Regions from separate parts of the Zea mays genome. Here region 1 is linked to region 2. A link is a contact called in public Hi-C data. All regions are on one chromosome and are shown on one strand. The core of a region is the stretch at or near the end of the contact, and the rest is flanking DNA. Distances in the headings are between cores, read along the strand shown. Region 1 holds the start of LOC100381640. Region 2 holds the start of LOC100284321.

What was found. Hi-C and Micro-C count contacts between places; a contact is called where the count stands out from the background.
Region 1: a Hi-C map of ear shows a contact between it and region 2, with 2.3 times the contacts expected there. The contact joins the promoter of LOC100381640 here to the promoter of LOC100284321 in region 2. A contact is called at or near these places in 9 of 25 Hi-C or Micro-C datasets (ear, endosperm, leaf and 2 more) and 1 of 3 datasets of contacts at active chromatin or transcription factors (leaf).

The regions. Positions count from the first base shown.
Region 1 is chr9:133,917,787-133,920,486 of Zm-B73-REFERENCE-NAM-5.0, forward strand. It overlaps LOC100381640, which reads left to right and starts at 1,409. Exons shown (of 6, transcript NM_001174455.1): 1 at 1,409-1,610; 2 at 1,691-1,747; 3 at 1,970-2,123. The coding sequence starts at 1,497.
Region 2 is chr9:133,686,145-133,688,844 of Zm-B73-REFERENCE-NAM-5.0, forward strand. It overlaps LOC100284321, which reads right to left and starts at 1,283. Exons shown (of 10, transcript NM_001157216.2): 1 at 668-1,283; 2 at 493-586. The coding sequence starts at 816.

The sequences.
Region 1 (2,700 bases), core at 159-2,658, 230 kb after region 2:
TATGTTCACTTCTTAGATTTAAGATTTAGAGAGTTGTTTAGAGAACTATTGGAGTTGCTCTAAGAGCAACTCCAAGAGTTTAGATATAATCTTAGCTAAATTTAGAGTTTTATGAGGACTCTAAAAAATAGATAATTTCTTAAACGATGAGATAAACCAACAGACTCTTTAAATATTGTTTATAAATATTCAAAACACCTCTCAATTGACGTGAATAAGATACACGTGTTTATATTAAAATATAAATCTACAGTTCACATGTCTCTCTTTTTACTGCTGGCATGAGAAATTTTTTTGTCCATGAATCGTGATATCGATCAACTTTTAGAAAGTGCTAGCATATGAGCTAGAAATTGGAATGCTAGTAAAACAAACAAACAGGAGGAGCAAGCATTTACACTTTTGCTGATACGCTTGCATTGTCGACATTGGCCAAGAAAATTAATCGATGTGCTCTTCCCCTGTATTGCGGTTAATCCCCTCCCAGCCTGGGTATGTCATATCTACCAACACACGCGAGGACGGCGAGGCTTGGGAGCGGCGAGAGGACGACGAGAACGGCAGGCGATGGAATGGTGCTACAGGCGTCAAGGGCTCAAGAGGGGTGACGGTAGGAGGGAATGGCTAGGCGGACAGACTCGGCAAAAATACCTAACAATCTGGATGGGATGGTGAGCAGGATACAATAGCGAGCAAGAAAGAGAGTCCGTTGGATCGGATTTTAATCCTAATTTTTCTGTTTTTGCGTATACTAATCTATTTAGCTAGGTTTTTGGAGTTGCTCTAACACTTACTCTTTAGACTAACTCCAGCTGATCTCGAGCGCGGACGCGAAAAAGCACCAGGCCGATGGGGAGGAGCGCGTCGCGGAAACAGACACGAGTTCCTCGCGTAAAGAGGAGAAGAAGAGAGAGGATACGTTGGTTTGACCGTTTGAGGGGAGAGGAAGGGGATGCCTTTTTTTCCAACCGCATCATCCGGTTTCTGATGGACGCCCTATAGTGACGCTCGCCACGAAAAAAACCCATCCGTGACGCTTTTCGCGTCCCGCTGAACTCAGCTATACCAATTTTTTAACTACCCATCGTCTCAAGCTAGTCGAGAGTACGGTGAAAGTTTTTTTTTAAAATAAAATATTTTAACAATTTCATCCGGCTAGATCGGTCCATGAACACGCGGATACCATATGCCTGGATATGTGATTATCCCGAATGAACAAAATTGCAGCCTAAATCGAATCGAAGCGAACCACGGAACCAGGCCAAATTCTTGTTCGGTTGCGCTTGCGCGGATCCCTCCAATCCTCATCAATGCACCCTTGGGCTCATAATTGAACACATTACAATATTGAGGACCTATCCATAAAACTCACGGCCCTACTGGTTCGAGGCTGACTAGCACTCGTCACCGTTCCGAGACCAGCGCCAGACGCAGACGGCCCCGAACGCCGGCGGCGGAGCATCAGGTCGTCGACCTCCGAGCATCGACCCGCCGCGATGGAGAAGGGAAAGGGCCTCGCTCGCCGCTGGGCGGTGGAGCTCCCCGACGCCTCCTCCTCCTCCCCCGCCGTCCCCGACCCGCCCGGCTTCACCAGATCCGCGCCCGACGCGGTAACCCCTACTCCTCCCCGTTCGTCCCTTCGCTGTTTTGCTCTGTGTCCCGCAATTCACGTGCCTGCTCTGGATCGCAGGACGACGCCGCTGGAGCGCGCCAGCGCAAGGACTCCGAGGCTGCATGGAAGGCGCAGGTTCGTTCGTTCGGTAGCCTATTCGTGCTTGGTCTAGTAGATCCAGGCCGCCGTCAGCGCGACCTACAGGCTATGATAGGATAACCATGTCGTACAGTTTTGCAAGAGCTAGATTAGATCTTGATGACTTTGCCGTCCTCAGTGATTATCTAGGGTTAGCATCTACGTAGTTCTAGGCTTTGAAATTGCTGTCTAACTGTGTGTGCTCCCTGATGTGAACAGAAAGCTTGGGAAGTTGCGCAGGCTCCGTTCAAGAACCTGATGATGATGGGATTTATGATGTGGATGGCAGGGAGCACTGTCCACCTCTTCAGCATCGGAATTACCTTCTCTGCTCTGTGGCAACCCCTCAACGCTCTCCGATCTGTTGGGAAAGGTACTGCTTAGCAACTGGTATATATACTAACATTTAAACCCATAACTACTAATTTAGCTTAGCCGAGGTACAAAGGCTAGGAAGTTTACTTCCAATGAGCACTCAATGTTCCATGGACTGCCATGTAACTTCTGATCTAACTAGGTGAGTACCCGTGCGTTGCAACGGGAACATATAATAACATAATAACTTATATATAAAATGTGTCTTATATTGTTATAAAAAAATATTTCATAATCCATTTGTAATCCTAGCCATACATAAATTTTGTTATTTTAATTTAGCTGTTTTAATACTGCATTGCAACCATCAGTATCATGCAGACTTCGATATATTTGTATGGTCTCATCATTGAAGAGCACATGTCACACCTGTCGGTAGAAGTTCCCTCATAAATTGTCAGTCATCAAGTAAGCACCACCATACACGCTTGCTTAAACAAAAAAATGCAAGTGTATGTGTTTGCGAAGAGAATTAAAGGCAAGCCGACACAAAAGCTACCCCGACGATGGCGAGTGGTCATTGTTGTCGATCCTCCTCTGCGTCACTTCTGGTGCCAAGATGACGCCATAGTCCT
Region 2 (2,700 bases), core at 33-2,532:
GTATATTCTAACCTAAGATTCGCCACTGCTTTCACTTAGCACAAGCACAAAGCCTTTATTAATTTCATAGAATCCGAAGAACATAAACCACTCCCTTAATCAGCAGCTTTTGGTTGCATGTTTACTGTATAGCAGGTTTACCAAATGTAGGATATTTATAATAATGGGCAACCAAATAAGAAACCCAAGCCCTAACATACTTGATCGTCCACATTCTGGTCCTTGAAAAAACTCCTCGTTTGCAGAGTCAAGTAGTCAACCGAGCATTGGAGCTACCAACCGAGAACCCACCATCAATCCCCTAGCTATCGATCAATGCCGCTATCTCAAGCAACAACTAACAGCCATTCAGCATCAAGCGGTATTCCAATACTCAAAACAGACAACTTAACCTTCCATCACAACTACATCATATTTCGACATAAACAGTTATCCCCAACATTGATAATTCAAGACACGTTGGCAATTCAAGTACGGATGAATGGCATGTACCTGCAATATCGGGTTGGGTCGGTCGCAGCAGTATCCCTCGACACCGAGGACGAGATCCCTAGCCCCAGTGCCGCACACAGACTGCACAAACCGCCTGCAGGAACAATTCCCTCACTCACTAAGCAGGAGCAGGAGTGAAAGGAAGGATAGGGGGAAGGGAGGCGCTAGAACGTACAGGAGGTAGTGGTAGGCCCCAAAGGTGAGGAAGTGGTTGATGCTCTGGATGAAGGTGCCCTCGAAGATGGGCCATTGCCCGCAGAGGAACGACACCACCACCAGCGCCGTCACTGACCCGTGCACCAGCAGCAGCCACGGCACCTCCATCCCGGCAGGGATCCCCACGCCTTTGCCGGGGGACCGCTGCCGCCGCCGGCAAATCTGATCGATCCAGTCAAAGGAAAACCGCAGCCGGACGGAGAAAACAAACAAGCAACCTCCTCTGTTTAGCCGCCAACCTGGTCGATCCAGTCAAACGCGCTTCACGCCACCGCTGCGGGTGGGTCCCCCTGCACCTGACTCGCCTCGCTAGACACTTCTTCGCCGCCGGCCCGCTCGACAGACCCTTGACTTGCCGCCGCTCGACTGACTGCTAGTGCTAGGGTTAGGGTTGGGAAGGAGGCGTGCCGACGAGGACTGGAGCAAGGCGTGGAGGATCGTGCGCGGCGGCGAGTGGCTCAAACGCTGGTCGTAGCGGCGCCGATGGGGGAGAACGAGTAGGGTGTTCGGGAGGAGAAATTTGTATTTTTGACACCCTAAATAACTGGCTTTGCACAATTGACATTCTAATTTCTAAAGATTAAATTCGTAAATCTGACACGCACTTTTTAATAGTTTTTTTATTTTCCCATTTTCTGAGATATGGAAGGAATAAATATAATATACCATTTCTCGTATTTAACGTACTAATAAAGCCACCGCTGCGGCAAATTGAGAATGTGGTACTCTTTTAATAAGTGAAAGAGCACATCTGCGGCAAATTTATAAACAAGAAAGGATATATTAGTCCTTTTATATTTTAGAAAATAGAAAAAAGAAAAGAAAACTATTAAAAGATAAAATGACAAATAAATCAAAGTGACAATGATGTGGGTATCAAATTTACGAAATTAATTTTAGAGTGTCAATTGTGCAAAATCACTTACTTAAGGTGTCAAAAATACAAATTCCTCATTAGAGAATGGAGACACTTCAATTGTCGGACTGGGCTTTTATCTAGGGACTAGGTAAGTGTCCGTGTTTTGCCACGATGTTTAAAAGTTAACGATAAACATCACTATGATATGCACGGCTATCTTCCTAGGTCCTAGCACACGAGCGCAATGGCGTCCACCACCACCATCTTCCTCGTTGTCTTCCTGCTCATTGCAGCGTCCGCAACACGACGTGGTCCTGCTCACCTCGCGAGCTGCACGCGCTGCTGAACATGAAGCATGTGCTACCCAACTACTGCGCGTGGGACCACTTTTGGTGCAACGACGTCGGGCCAGCGTGTAAACATCGTCTTCATTGACGGCGCGGACGACGTGCATGGCCAGATCCCGTCCACGATGGGCGGGCTCACGGAGCTCATGTCGCTAACCCTATGACCGCATCTATCCCAAATCCATTTTCATCATTGTACACCATTATGTGAGGTTAGAGAATTATTCCTTTTTGTTTAAGAAAGATCATGTATATGATGAAACCAGTACCTAGACGAAAGAAGGCAAATATATTAGATGTAATTGCACAATGTCATGAAAGTAGGATATGTGAACCCAGGATATCTTAACCCTGGATTAAAAATGTTGAATATGATACTTTACATGTTCTGGTAAATCAAACACACATTTATGTATTTTTAGATTATGAAGAAACTTTGAAATGTTTGATCTCTGTTCATGCACATACTTTTGGTTGGTACCTTCTCTAGTTATGTGCTCATGTGTTACGACGTCATCCAAATTATTCAATAAATGTTAGTGCACAAAGATTACATGAAAACGAACAACATATATATCATCAACCCCAATATCTCACAAATTTACACTAATAACATGAAATGTGTGCGCAATTCAAATAATGATAATTTGTTTTCTAACATGCTTGTTTACGGACATCTTCATTTGGTGAAGTGAGAAGCTTCACCAGGATGGGAGGCACCAATATTTACAACCGACAATGGTGTCCTCTGCAGAGACAACCATGCTGCCTCATATTGCGGCCACA